3 separate regions of the Mus musculus genome follow, and all the other regions are linked to region 1. A link is a contact called in public Hi-C and HiChIP or PLAC-seq data. All regions are on one chromosome and are shown on one strand. Each heading gives the region's core, a stretch centred on a gene start, on an enhancer-like site or on the middle of the called end of the contact. The rest is flanking DNA. Distances are from core to core; before and after follow the strand shown.

Region 1 (4,922 bases), core at 646-3,145:
GGGCTGGGGCTGGGGCTGGGGCTGGGGCTGGGGCTGGGGCTGGGGCTGGGGCTGGGGCTGGGGCTAGCCAATGCACCCCGTGCCTAAGACTCACCAATGACAAAGCTACAGAAATAACCCTTTGCATTGACTTTCAGGCTCATGTCCCAGGCAGGAGGCCCTCTCTGGAAACCTGCAGAGCAATATCCTTGTTGAAGAAACCTAGATCCTAATATTTGCCTGTCTATCATGTCTAGAAAAAAGTGTAACAGAAAGTCGCCTAACCTGTCTCTTGAGAAGAGATTATACTAAGCCCAGGTTAGACTAACATCATGAGTTGAGGAGATCTGGTAAACCATACATAGCCAAGGAGAACCCCACGGGAAAAGCTGGCAGCTCCAAGGCAGAAGAGAAATGGAAGCTGTGTGTTTGCTGAAGGCTGGAGGGAAAGCATACCTACCCCTCAAGTTGAAGTCATTTCCATTCCTAAAGTCTCAGTGTGGGCACAATGGCTAATGGCCTAGGCTTTAGCTTCAACAGAACAGGAATCAGACTTCAGTTACGCTCATGCACCAAGCCAAGTCACCGTGGGTAATTTCATGGGTTGGTTTGAATGAAAATGACTCCCATAAACTCACAGTTAGTGGCACTAATGGGAGGTGTGGTCTTTTGGGAGTAGGTGTGACCTTGCTGGAGTAGGCGTGGTCTTGTTAGAGGAAGTGTGTCACAGGGGGTGGGCTTTGAGGTTTCAAACACTCATGCCTGGCCTAGTATCACTCTCTCCTCTAGCTGCCTGCAATCCAGATCTAGAACTCTCAGCTCCCTCTCCAGGTCCATGTCTGTCTGTGTGCCTCAGTCAGTAAAGTCCTCTGAGTATCAGTTTCCCCAACTATAAACAAAGAGAAAAACATATCAGTACTAAAAAGAACTAAGCACTGTGCCTAGTACAGACTGTGCTATATATACATGCTGGTCCCCATATGCATTGAGTCTTGAAAGGACATACATGCTCTCCCCTCACCCCCCTTCAGGTGGGAGTATGCTCTTTGTAAGGCACCTACGACCTCTAGCAACCTAGATCGCTGGTGTGTTCATTAGGGACAGCACAGGGATCAGGGTTCGCTGATCTCAGTAATAAGTCTCTGTAAGTGAGCAGTCTCAGACTGTAAGCATTAGGGATGAGGAAGAGGAAGCTACAGTTGCTAGTCTTTGCACACACTGACCAATCATCTGTAAACACTCAGACCCAGAAGAGAGCTTTGTTGCCCTTTTGAGCCTGGTCCATGTGGGTAAATGGCTTTGCCAATTTTCCATGGGTCCAGTGCCTTGGGGTCCTTGCTGAGGGTTGCCCATGTCAACAACACACTCACTCGGGACTTTGTCCACTCTAGGCTTCCTCTGCTACCTACAGGTTGACAGCTGTCAAGTGTCTGCCTCTACAAAACAAAGAAATAAGCTGAGGCTGGGGGTAGCTCCAGTGGTAAGGGCTTGCCTTGACTCACACAAGGCGCTGAGTTCCAGCCTCAGCACCAGGCAGGGTGGAAAAACGAAGAAAGAAAAATTCAAAGAAAGAAGGGAAAAGATGGCACGGGGTGTCCTTGGAGACAGCTGGATCTTTGATGACTTGTCTTTTTCTACTAACCACAATTTCCTACAGACCAGTTCACTTTTCAATTTGAAAGGCCTCTTAGATTGGGGTTTCTTAAGCTATAGGCAAAGACAGTGGGCTAGACTGGAAGAAGAAACAAAATCAAAGGCTCATTGATCTTCAACCCGGGGAGCAGGCTCTTAGCTCTCATCCCAAATCCCTGCAGAGACTGATTCTCTGAGCTGAGGCAGGCACCCAGCGAGGGTCAGAGAAGGCAGCTGCGTGAGAGCCCAAATCCAGCCATCCCTGGCTGCCTCACGCAGCTCAGAGTGGGAGGAGGAGGCACAGACAATAGCAGTCCGCTACCCAGCCTTCTCACCGCCTTCCCAGCCCTTCTCAAAGCCCAGCAGGCAGCTGATGATAACTCAGGGCATCTGACAGAGCATCGAAAGCTTGCTGTCTCTCCAGTTTCCAATCACCAGGTGTCTGAAAGGGTTACACGAGCAGGCAGCTTCTGCCCTCATTAGGAGCTCTTGGGTGGCCAGAAAAGATGATTGTAAAAGGGGTGTCAGGTTCATGAGCCAGGTGATAAGAAGGGATGGAGAGGCCCCCAGAGTTCAGACCTCCCGACCCTTGCGGAGGAGACTTCTCATTTACAATCCATTTGCATTGCATATTTAACAGGACTCCAGCTTACTCTTGGAGCAATCATTGTCATGCACAGAAGAAATTCTGCCTTCGTGTTCTGCTCGCTTGAATGATCCTGCGGGAGGAGAGCCACAGAGCAGGTCTGCGCAACAGCATCTGCCCTCCAGGAAAACAAGACCTCAATCAGCCCACAGTGATGCAGAAGGCAGCAGACCACACTATTCCGGGGTAGACAACCAACTAAATAAAGCCGTGGTTACATCATGCAGAAGGCCAAACAGAGGGAAAATTCCAAAGGCTTTTCTTTTTTCCAAGAGACTGTGTAAGAACCATCAGACTAATTGTATGCAAGTCTTGTACTATGATTGTCAAACTGCAGCCGAATCACGTAAATGAGCTGTCAGTGGCTTGGTCTGAGCTCTCCGGAAAAAAAGAAGCCTTCTTCCCCAGTTCGCAGAGCAGTCCTCATTTCGGCTTGATTGATATGCACGCACCCAAGCTTGGCAAAGAGTTTTTAATTTTATGGTCCAAAAGCCACAGGGTCTCCACTATCCCTAAAGAATTAAAACACTGTCCAACAGTATAATTAAGTGTTAAGGTCTCTGTATTAAGACAGACAGGAGGTCGAATCCCAGATAACAAGTGCTAGCTCTGTAACCTTGACCAAGTCGTTTAACCTCTGACACCACGCCTGCTCACCAGTGTGTGTGTGTGTGTGTGTGTGTGTGTGTGTGTGTGTGTGTGTGGTGTGTGATTATAGGTAGGGTCTCTTACTCCGAACTCTCACCTAGGGTTCATCAGCCTGGTTAGACTGGCTGGCCTGCAACCCCAGCAATTCTCCTGTCTCTGCCTTCCCAGCAAGGAGATTGCAGGCCTGCAGCACCACGGAGCGGCAGAGCTCAGTTCTCATACCGACGCACAAACATTTTACTTGCCAAGCCTTCTTGCTTCCCCTTACTAAACCTTCTAACTTTCCTGTCCTCATCTATACAATGGGGAAGTGTATTGGCCCCTTGGAGGTTAAACGATACTGCACATGCTCCATGCCTGCTGCTTCTGCCTAGTGGAAAGTCAAGAGACGACGCTGGCTGTCATTGAGGAGAAAAAAAAATCGAATGATAATTACACACCTTCAAGGAGTTGTAGGACCTACCAGAGACTCTTATTGTACTCGGAGAAAAAGAGCAATCTTTATAGCAGATGACGAAGCATTCTGCTGGGCTTTGCTCTCTTGGCTGTACCAGTTAATATAACACAGCGTCCTGCTGTGCCTCGGGCATGCAGGCACACACAGTGGTCCAGGAGCCAAGAGCATCCATGCTGTGGCTTTCCTAGGTGCTGTGCCTCTACCTCCCTCCAGGGAACCACCTGTCTTCCTCCTTCACTTCCTGCAAGCCTTCAATCAAAAGTCCCCATCTTGTAGCTCACTCATCAGACCTCAGCTAAAACTGCAAGTTCTCCTCACCCTCCTTTCCAGATCCGGCTTTCTCTGTGTAGTACTTAACATCTAGTTTTTCAGTCTGTATCTGTGAGACCATTTGGATTCAGGAGTCCCATGGATACTCAAGTCCATGGACACTCAAGTCCTTTATATTAAAAGGCTACAGTGTTTGCATATAATTAATGCATGTTCTCCCATTTATTATACTTAGCAAAAAAAAATTTTTTTAGATTGGGTCCATAGTCCAGGGTGTCCCAGAGCTTACAATCCCCCTGCCTCAGCTTCCTGAGGTCTGGGAATACAGTAGTATGCACCACTATACCCAGCTCAAATCCTCCTCCATACTTTAAGACCATCTCTATATTACTTACACTATCCAGTGCAGTATAGATGCCATGTAACTGCTGGGCTACATTATCTGGACAATAATGTCTAGAAAAGAATCTGCACATGCTCTGTCCAGGTGCAACTTCTCATAAACAGTTTCAGAAAAGGTTGCTTGGGTCTGGATGGGGGACCCAAGGACACCAGAAGGCTGTCTGTATTCTGCTTAGTGCCTCTGCTTTATTCTCTACAACAGAGACCCTCAGTCTATAACATGACCTGACCCACCACCTATGTCAATAAGCAAAGTTCTGTCGGCCACACAAAGCCACACCCATCCCTTCGCACACTGCCTGCAGCTACTGTGGTATTACAATGGCACAGCTGAGTGTCTGTCAGCAACAACAATAACAACAAAACTGACTGTCAAGTTGTGTACTAGAATGTAACTTCCTGTCCTCATGCGGACAGGACAAATTCCCAGGGACTAAGTCAGTGTCCAAGACCGAGAAAATGTTCAGTGAGAACTTTTTAAAAAGATGTATTTATTTAATATATATGAGTGCTCTATCTGCAAATATGCCTGCCTGCCAGAAGAGGGCATCAGATCCCAATATAGATCTGACTGTGAGCCACCAGGGTGGTTGCTGGGAATTGAGCTCAGGGCCTCTGAAAAAGCAGACAGGGCTCTTAACCTCTGAGCCATCTCTGCAGCCCACTCAGTGAGAACTTTTATCCAGTGGCGGAGCTAAACATATTAGCAAATCTGTGCTGTAGATATGTTGGAGAGACAAAGAGAAACACAAACAGGAACAGAGCCAGTCATTAAAACATACAGTGTTTAAGTGCCGGGGGCAGGGGCGGGGGGAGTGTTTACAGAGGGACTCATCCAAAGAGCAGTGATCTTCTGAGTGTTTTCCCATGGGATAGAGTGACATGCCA
Region 2 (4,922 bases), core at 671-3,170, 980 kb before region 1:
CACAGCAGGGTTGAAGTGTCCACCGCTACAACCAAGAAGAGAAGGAAGCCATGAGGACATGCTCCAAGGCTCACCACAGGGACATCCCTTGGGAATATGTACTTCAGCCTGTCCTCCAAGCTGAGCCTGCAGGCTGGAGTCAGCCCAGTCCCTTCCATAAGCAGAAATGTGCAAATCGCTCCCGTTTTTCCACGAAGAGCTTTGTGTTGGGGTGAGAGGAGCAAAGGTAGCTGCAGATGGGTGGAGCAGGCCCTAACCCCAGGCCCTAGTTGGCCTTAGAGACAAACACATACAGAGAACATCCATGGTTTACTCCAACTCCTCAGAGCTTGTTCTGGCCTTTCAGAAATGTGGCCAAAGTGCTGTACCTACAGTCGGTACAGCTGACTGCAAAAGCAAGATGTTGGTGCGTGTTCAGCAGGCATCTCTGCCTGCTGGTCATACTCCGGGCTTCACTGAAGCTGATGCTGCCCTCTTCTGCATCACACAGCTAAACACAAGCTCAGAGGCTCGCCTTGGTTGCCCAGCCAGGAAGCCACCAGGCCTACCTAGATAGAAGGTCATGTGCCTTTCACCCTGCCCAGAACTCCTGCACCCCCACCCACCCATTTAAAGAGATAATAAACTGTCCATTGTTTCTTCCCAGAGGGCAGTAACTCAATGTCCTCACTCAGATCTGATTTCGAGTGAGATAGAGAACAGCCCTATCCCAGTCCCCCTGTCAGATGACCCAATCGGAATGTCTACCATTACAGCTGGCTCTTCTGGGAAACAGCCCACCTCCCATCAACCCATTCTACTGGGCTCCTACCCAGATAAAAAACCAAGGGATGGTCATTTTTCTGCCTCTAAAAAACAAAACAAAACAAAACACTCTTGTCAGGTTGAAGCCCCTGCACTTTCTGTGCATCGCAGTGGACAAAAACCCGGCGCTTTGCTTTTTCCAATTCACTCCCAAAGAGTAGCAGCAACAGTAGTGAATACTGAGCACCCCACGATCCCATCTCCCCAAGACAATCCCTCGGCTTTGGACACTAAGCCAGACAGCTTGAATTTGACTCCTGGCTCCACCACCTGGTAGCAAATACCTCATCTCAGTGATGTGGACTTTTCTCTTTTGCAAATATAAAACGGGAAATAACAGAACCTATTTCTTAAGTTTGTCACTAGAATCAAATATCTGAATCATGCTCAGTATAGAGCAGAGGCAATAGCTAGCAATGGGTATATGTTGGCTCGAAGCTAACTTTAACATGTAGTAACAGTATGACTCCTATTTAATAGTCTTCACAGACTGCAGAGCTAGATGACCCACCCCCACGTTTGTAAGACCATAAGTGGGTGCCCAAGAATTCCCCAGATTGGCACTAAGCTAATGATGAGGTCTGGTCTCACCTGATGTTCCCCAAGGTAGCAATGATGAGCCCCAAGGCCAGCCCATGAGCCAAGGCAGGCTGCAGGAGCCCAGTATTCGGACTATTCTCAATGACCGATAGACATCCGATGAAGATGAAGAGAGCGGAGCCCACAAGTTCCACTATACATGGTTGTACGTATTGCTCATACCAGAACACACGGCATCTGCCAGCCATGCTGGTCTTCACCTTGACCTCAGGTAGGTCCATACTACACATTGGTGTCTGCCGTAGGGGGAAAAAAAGACAGGAAACATGGGTGGCAGAGGCCCCAAGACAAAAGCCCCCACCCCCAGCCTTGACCAAATCCTTAGTGCCCTTGCCCAGGCAACAGACTCACCTCCCCAGACATCTGCTCAAGAAGATCCGAGCCAGAGCTACCAGGAGCTTCGCCGGCTGCCCTAGATTGTACTCACTTATCTCTAGGTCACAGACTGGAGGTAGAGTCTAGCGGACTCTGCGCTTTTAAAGGACTGGGGACATTCACCAAAGGTGTCCAGAAAGCAATAAAGCCCGAATGGGAGGTGGCCCAGAAGAGTCAACTTTTTTTTTCTAATCTCAACAGGGCAAGGGCCACGTGGGATCAATGATTGCTGGGCTTAGTGCCAGCAACAGGAAAGGCGTGGTTAGCTTGTATCATGTGCATGAGTGCTCAGGCCTGAGGAAGGTCCCAGCAGGAGACACTGCACACTCAGTAACAGCCAGCTCCGCTACCATTGACATTCCACCATCCTCGTGGGTCTCTTTCCCACCCAGGACCTTTTCCACAAATACCCTGATCACCTGACCCAGCGAGTGTGTGAGCTGATGATGGCTGCTGGCTGCCTAAGGCAGTAGGGACAATATGGCACTGTTGTGTATGGTAAAGCTGGTGGACTTTGGAAACCTGGGGATGAGTAGGAGTAGGACCTACGGGCTTACCTACCCAAAGCCAGGGAACCACCAGTGAGATGCACCCCTCTGCTCACACTGCCTGCACTGACACCCCAGCTCAGCTTGTACAAGCCAAGAGCTAACCACGCAATTGAGTGCCACTGAGCTCGAGTCACTTTCACTGTTTCATCGGCAAATGACAGCGACTGAGCTAATGGCATGGCATCCTTACAGGGCTTCAATGAGTGAAGAAATGAAAAGGACTCAAGGTAGCTCCAGATACAGTACAAAAATGCCAGAGTCCATGAACTCAGAATATATGTGTAAGCCCCTCATGGCGTGCGAGTGGCCAGGCCCTGCCCCTGAGGATCTCCAACTGCTATAATCACCACTCAGGTGGCCCAGCTCCGCCCTACAGAGTAAAAAGCCCAAGATCAGGATTTGAAGTCCCACTAATCCCCACCCTGGAAAGTTCTACCCTGGAAAGTTCTGTTCCCCTACCCCTAAGCCCAAAATAAAGCCTGTCTTCTGCTCAGTTCTCTGCCGCTTCTTGTCTGAGCAGAGGTAGCCACCCTCCTGGGTTTTTCCCTTCTAATAAATCTCTTGTATGAAATTTGTCATGCAGAATGGCTTTGTGGTATCCCTTGGCTCCCAACTGCCAGGAAACCTTTCCCTTCAAAGCTATAAAACTTACAGCGGGGGGGGGGGGACACCCCATGAGCTATACCAGTTCCCCTTCCCCACAGACCTGTAATACCCATATAGACACCCACGGGCAAGAGTTCATATGTATTAACGTCCACCAACCTTAGAATGCACACTCGGATGTTACAGTGCCAGCAGCTGGCTAAGAGCCTTGCATACATTGCCTCAGGTTCACCTGGAGAACACTCCATGAGGAGGGTCCAATCTTTACAGCATGCCGCAGAAGAAAAAGCACTTTTTCACGATGACAAAGCCTAAGATCATAATAACAGTGAAATGTCACAAAAGGACAATGTAAATCAAGTTATATAAGGGACCGGGACAAAAGGACAATGTAAATCAAGTTATATAAGGGACCGGGACAAAAGGACAACGTAAATCAACTTACATAAGGGACCGGGACAGTCGGGTTTGTAAATACAAAAGGAGGGATGGGGTCAGGAGGGGCTTAGTTGGTGGGATGCGTGTTTTGCACTCTGAACCCTAGGTTTGATCCTCTCCTAAGCACCCCACAGAACCTGACGTGGTGGTGCACACCTGTAATGCCGACACGGGGGAGGTGAGTGCAGGAGGGGGCATCTTAGCTACACAGAAAGGTCACCCTTAGTTACACAGAAAGGTTGATGCCAACCTGGCTATATGAGATCTTATCTTAAAAAAAAAAGTAGGAACAGGGCAGGGGGGAGGGAGACTGTGCAGTGTGGCCTAGTGGGTAAAAGTAGTTTTTCCCCAAGCTTAATAACTGAATTCTATCCTCAGGACCTAACTATGTGGTAGAAGGAGAAAACCAACCTCTGCAAGCTGTCCTCTGAGCTACACACACACACACACACACACACACACACACACACTCTCTCTCTCTCTCTCTCTCTCTAAATAGATAGATAAATAGATAAATAAACAAATTGTTTATTTGTCTGTTTGTTAGTTTGGTTAGTGGTTTCCAAAGCCTGAAGTAGAGTGATTTTTTTTTTTTTGGTTGGGGAGATGAAGACATTCTAGAGATGAGTGTTAGAGATAGATAACAAGCAGCTGAGGATAATTAACACCACTAAGCTGTACACTCGCAATAGTTAAAGTGGTCAATTTTCTGTTACACACACACTTTGCCACTTAGTGGAAGAAAAGGCTATAAACTCAACTATATCCATTAGCTTTGAAGAGACTATCAGAAGGACAGGAGAGACTGAGAGAGATAGGGAAGGAGGGAGGGAGGGAGAAAGGGAGGCAGGAAGATGCAATGTTCCTTCCTCTTTGTCTCACAAATGTTTAAATAGCTGCTATGAGCCCATCACTACTGTAACCGTTGAGTTTCAGGATTCTGCTAGGCTGAGAGCTCTGGCCTGACTGTGTGGATGGAGACAGAGGACTAATATTAAAGGCTTGGAGTTTAACCATCATTTCTAGCACTTACCGAGAACGCACAACATGTGCATCCAGCCCCACCATCACGCTGAATCTCTTCCCAGCATCCCTGAGATTAGTCCTGTTAGTCATTGTCCTTACTGTCAGATGATTAAAGGAGACACAAAGAGACTAGAGACCTTGAGCACACTGGTACAGATTAAAACTATCCACTCCAGGACAGAGGTAGACACACCCAGACAATTGCCTGCCTTGTAAACCAGGGCAGGGAAGCAGGCCTCCCTACGCATCTTTGTATGGCCAAAGGTTTAGGCCTTGCTTTCACGATGTTTGTCTTCCCATCCTGTTTCCTGCCTCCTTCTACCCCAACATCACAGTACACAGTATGTTTCTTTGGTCCCTGTGAGAGCAAGATAAGATAGTCACCACACATCCTCCCAGCAGATCTTCCAGAACAATTCTCTCTGTTTCTGCCCAGATCAGCACCGCTTCCTGTTTTAGAAAGTCAAACTAGGAGTGAGAAGGTGGCTCAGTGGTTAAAGTCTTTGCCCCATGAGCATGAAA
Region 3 (4,922 bases), core at 1,685-4,184, 890 kb before region 1:
TCCAGGAAGTTCATCTGTGGATTCGAGGAATCTTTTCTCATCCTATGCTATAAGTGTTCTTGTTTTCTTTGGTGTATGCATTGAATTCCTTTGGAAACTCTGAACTTCCCTTAGGCTTTTCAGATTTCCCTTCTTCTTCCACGGAATCACTTTGGTCTACTGCACAAGCCTGTACTTTCAAAGGTCTACATCTAAGACTTTGTTTCTTTTGAATGGAAACAGAGACACATTCTTCCTATGTCAAACTCTATGTTACTTTCTATAGGGAATAATTTACTTAAATCTTTAACTGCATCTTCAAGTTCTTCAATTTTGGGGCTTGACTCTTCTTTTTGTTTGTAGGTAGGCCAGTTTTAAAAAATTAAGTGTGTGTGTGTGTGTGTGTGTATGTATGTGGTGGGTGTGGATGTGTGTGATGAGAGTAGGTTAGAGAATAACTTGCTGCAGTCAGGTCTCTGCTTCTACCATGCGAGTCCCAGGGATGGAAGTCAGTTTGTGAAGTTTGGCAGCTAGAACCCATCTTGCGCTCTAGACTGGTGTTTAGCATGGTCTGAGGTTTAGAGATTGGTGACTTTAATTCCTGAGCCACTTGGCTGAAACATGATTTCTAACTCTTCTGTCTTTGGTTCAGTGTCACTGAGGTTTTCTGGATGCCAGTGGTTGACAATTGAACTTGATGGTTGACAGTTCCCTGGCTTCTGTCCTGTTTAAGTTCTTTATGGTGGTAGACGCCACTTTCCACCTACTAGCTCTTCCTTCTACCCGGCAAGTCTGAGCAACACTCCATAAGGATCAGCTCCACACTCACGTCTTAAAACTTTGACTTGTCCATGTTGTGACCGAATTGACATTAAAATCCACGCCATCCACTTGGTAAGCTAGCGCATGACTGGTACAGGAACTGAATGAAGTCTGTACAGTGTTCCCTGATAGGATGACAACATCTGTTCTGCATTGTTCTTTTACTGCTTTCTGTAGCCCAGGCTGACCTGGAATTTGTGATCCTTCTGTGTCAGCCTCCTGAGTAGCTGGGTTTTCAGGCCTATGTCGCCACTGTCTAGTTTCATGGTAGCATCTGAATGTAGTGACTCAATGGCTGACTCAGGTTTGGCAAATGGTCTTGAAGTCCTGTCTGTCTTGCTTTAATAAATCTTGTTGGACGGGGTGCCACAAGCCTGTAATTCTAGCATTTGGCCGGTGGAGGCAGGAGGATCAGTAATTTAAGGCCATTCTCAGCTATGAGACTCCTCAAAAACAAAACAAAACAAAACAAAACAAAAACCCAAACCAAAACAAAGCCTTATTTCAACACTTCCTGTTGTAATTAATGTTGGTGACTTGCAGTTTGCTGCCTGACTTGAGGGTCCACACTTGTGTTGTAATCGCTACAGATTTTTAATTTTCTTGTTCTTTGAGCTCAAGATGCATCCTGCATTAGTTATTTTGCTCTCTGTTTTAAGAAAATGCAGGACAAGAAGCAATGTGAGGGAGGAAGGATTTAAACCAGCTTCCAGTTCTAGGAAGGGATGTTTACCATGATGGGGAAGGCACTGCAATAGACAGTTTTTTGAGGCAGCTCGCAGGAAGACCACACTGCCTCCACGTTCAGAAAGCAGAAGGAGACGAAAGCTCCTAACTCAGCTAGTTTTCTGCGGTCTGGGGCCACAGATGATGGAATGCTGTGGCCCACATTTAGAGTGGATCTTCCCACGTCAATTAACCTGATGTAGAAACTTCTTCACAGACACACACAGAGATTTGTTTCCAAGGTGATTCTAGATTCTGTCACGTTGACACTTTAAACCATCGCACAGCCTGTAAAGGATGCCTTAGCCCACGGGGCACAGGGAATGTTGTGTGGAGCCAAGGCTGCCAAGTCAGGAGGACATGGCTGCGGGTCATAAAACTAACTTGGCTCAGTTGGACGAAAGGGCTCAGCAATGCGAAATGATCCCACCAAGTTCCCCAGCCTGTTACTGTAGGGCTGGGAATCAGAACCTCGCGGTCATTTATGGCAGCGGGGACTCAGAGGCCCATCAGTGCAGGGGCCTAGGGAAGGCCAGTCTCCTTTGGCTGGGGAGTCTGGGGGTCCTCATCTGATTGACCCTACTCTTTTGGCCTTTCCCATGGACCAGTTCAAGTACTGAGGGCGCGGAGCTGGTTCACCCTATAGATCTGCTTCAGCTCACTCCTGCTAGGTTAGGATAAACCCTGGTCTGACCCGCCGCTATAGGTTAGGTCCACTCGCTCAGCTTAACCTCAGCTCGTTTCAGTTCGCCTTCACTTGACCGGGCATCACTCGTCTAGGACTACTATTCCGCTCGGCTTGGCCGGACTCTTCTCCCCCCAAACCCCTTCCCGGGCTGGCCTGACTCCGGGTCCGACTGGACAAGACCCCATCCCTGTGTTCCGCCTTGCCGGACCGGACCAGGATCTGCGAGGCTCACTTGCGTTCTAGTTGTCACCACTAGAGTAGGTAGCTAAGTTTGGCTCTGCTCGGCCCATCCTGCCCAGCTCTAATTCAGAACCGCTGTGTCCAGGTGCCGGGCTGGGGTAGTCTCCGCTCTTCTTAGCAGAGCCACTCTCGTCCGTCTCCGATTGGCTCAACTCCATTCCTCTCCGCTCACCGATTGGTTCGGCTCCACTCAAGTTCGCCCAGCTCTGCTCCGTCCAGCTACGCCTGACTTCTCCGGTTTCGGCCGGACCAAGCTCGGCTCCACCTATCTAGTTTCGACCCTGTTCGGCTCGGCTCTACCCACCTCGGCGCGGCCTCATTGGTCCCCGCCCTGAACCACTTAACTCCGCCCATGTTGGGTCCGTCCGCACCTGTTCCACCTCTCTGGTTTCGGCCTCTTTCGGCTAGGCTCGGCCCAACTCGTGGTAGGGGCGGGCGGCGACGCTGGAAGTGACGCGGCGAGGGGCGGGGCCGAATTGTAGCCTCCGTCACCGCCTCCGGGGCCGGGAAGCGATGTAGGTAGGACCCGCCAGACGGTCCCCAGTTCTCCTCCGCCCGCCTGCCGCGCCGCCACCGCCGCCGCCGCCATGAAGAAGCAATTCAACCGCATGAAGCAGCTGGCCAATCAGACTGTCGGCAGGCGAGTGCGCGGGTCGCGCCGGCGGGGGGCGCGCGGGGGGCGGGCCGGTCCTGCGCGCGAGGAGCCGGGGAGCGGGGAGAGCCGGGCGCGGCCCGGCCTTGGGCCCCGCGGGGCGGGGGTCTGCGCCTAGCTACGGCTTGGGCGCTGCCCATTGTCCTGGCCGGAGGAGCATCGTCCTCGGGAGACTCACGAGGGTCTTTACTCCTCCCTGTCCCCGCCAGCCGGAGCTCGCCGCCTGGTGCGAAAACTCCGTAAACTTGTGTGCCTCTCGCAGTGCCAGGCGCGCAGCTTTGGGGCCGGTGTTCTCAGGCTCTCCCCGCTGATCCGCTGTTGCAGCCTTCCTCCTAGAAGAGCTTGCTGGTCACTGGGAACCTAAGGGGTGTTAGGCTACTGTGGCTTGCCCAGTTAAGTTCAGCCCCCCTCCCCTCTGTGAAGGAATCGAGAACTGCAGTCTCAAAATCCAGGCTTTTGGGAGTTTGCTGTGAGTTCTTGAGGTCTAGAGGTTTGGAAAGCGAAAAGGATGCCTTTTCTCATCTCACCTTGGATGTGGTATTTTCTGACACTGAGTGAGTGCTTGACAAGAAACTGATTTTTTTTTTTTTTAATGAAAGAATACAGGAGGGACAGTAGATGAGTAGGCTGTAGAACAGGAACGATTTGCGGTTTTTAGAGCTTTCAGGAGGCTGTTGTCATGTGCTGTGCTATCTGGAACAAATATTTCAAGGTCTTGCAGGGCGGATAGCTTTGCCGAACCAATTTGCTGGTTATTCTGCACGAAGATAGATGGGTTTTTCACAGCTCTTGCTGTTACCCTCCTCCCTTAGCAGTTAAGGACAGTTTGGTTTGGTTGAAGCACGTGAGACACTTCTTTTTTTATGTGTACGAAAATACTTTTACTTCCTCTTGGGTTTTCTAAATTTGCTTTTTACAATGTTTCATTTCCCCCAACCTTTTGCTAAGTTTTGTTATTGAATTTCTAAAAAGAAAAATAGAAGGGAAGAAAAATCCCTCCATCATGTAATCTTGGTATCCTCTATCCAGACTCAGTCCCTGCCCCTTAAACCCACACATGCCTAGTTTTTTGTTGCGTGTAGAGTTAGAGAAAGACTAGGGTCAAGGCGAGTAATCCTAATGGCATGAACAAGAAATATGATGAGAAGTGATAATTTTCTTGTGAGTCTTGTACTCCTTGCAGATATGCATGGCAGAATCAAAACTTAGTGGCTGCCACAATGCCTTTGTTAGATTTGTTATTGATTAGGTTTCGTCCTGTGTGGGACAAGGGAAAGTTGCTGGTTTTATGCAAAGTCTTGAGAGCTTTCTGCCTTGAAAGCTGGTTAGGGTTTTGTGGGCCCCTGCTTCTCCTTAGTCTCTCTTCCTAGTTTTACATTCTGGCCAGACTTGCCCACTTTCAGTTCCCACAGGAGGCCTATGTTTCTTATATGTTAACCTCTTCCTGGAATTCCCATAAGCCTCTCTTACCACACCTGGCCGATAGATAACCTTTCATGCTCTTCACTTCTCTCAGTCTCCATGTCCTTAGAAGATCCTTGATGTCTTGGATGGGCACCGTCTTGAGGCCATGCGCTACCTGCTTTCTATCTTCAAACGTCCTCTTTACCTGCTCGTGTTGGCTATTTGAGCACCGGGAGAGTCTTTCCTATGAGTCTTGGATTCCCAGGGTCTGTGTGTGACTCCCATCCCAGGACAGATGACCTGTCAAAATTGTCAATTCTGGGACTCCAGCTTGTCCTGCATTGCCTGGTGCTGCGGAATTAAGTTTGGGAAAATATGAACAGGATGGAGTGGTAGTGATTCATACTGGGA

The links. A called contact is a pair of places that touch in the nucleus more often than the background predicts. HiChIP or PLAC-seq counts read pairs in DNA pulled down with a chosen protein or histone mark.
Region 2: a contact with region 1 is called in a Hi-C map of embryonic stem cells, with 5 times the contacts expected there. The contact joins the promoter of Aqp8 here to the enhancer-like site in region 1. A contact is called at or near these places in 16 of 39 promoter capture datasets (the 3T3-L1 cell line, 3T3-L1-derived adipocytes, the C10 cell line and 10 more), 2 of 15 datasets of contacts at CTCF or cohesin (embryonic stem cells and stem cell-derived epiblast-like cells), 44 of 484 Hi-C or Micro-C datasets (B cells, the Ba/F3 cell line, the C10 cell line and 25 more), 3 of 115 datasets of contacts at active chromatin or transcription factors (astrocytes, embryonic forebrain and embryonic stem cells) and 4 of 9 other capture datasets (adipose tissue, embryonic stem cells, liver and 1 more).
Region 3: an H3K27ac HiChIP or PLAC-seq map of embryonic stem cells shows a contact between it and region 1, with 3 times the contacts expected there. The contact joins the promoter of Arhgap17 here to the enhancer-like site in region 1. A contact is called at or near these places in 4 of 39 promoter capture datasets (the C10 cell line, hippocampal neurons, liver and 1 more) and 3 of 115 datasets of contacts at active chromatin or transcription factors (embryonic stem cells and microglia).

The regions. Positions count from the first base shown.
Region 1 is chr7:122,475,489-122,480,410 of GRCm38.p6, reverse strand. All of the region lies in intron 5 of Prkcb (protein kinase C, beta), which reads right to left. Among named protein-coding and RNA genes, the nearest start is that of Gm51497, 180 kb to the right of the region's middle. Within about 2 kb of position 1,895, at least 59 of the 459 cell types and tissues checked have an H3K27ac peak or open chromatin away from gene starts, as enhancers often do. A contact at or near this core is called in cerebellum, cortical neurons, embryonic forebrain and 6 more, where this site is marked.
Region 2 is chr7:123,459,292-123,464,213 of GRCm38.p6, reverse strand. It overlaps Aqp8 (aquaporin 8), which reads right to left and starts at 1,920. Exons shown (of 6, transcript NM_001109045.1): 1 at 1,756-1,920; 2 at 1,396-1,640; 3 at 1-25. The coding sequence starts at 1,767.
Region 3 is chr7:123,367,927-123,372,848 of GRCm38.p6, reverse strand. It overlaps Arhgap17 (Rho GTPase activating protein 17), which reads left to right and starts at 2,934. Exons shown (of 20, transcript NM_144529.2): 1 at 2,934-3,095. The coding sequence starts at 3,043.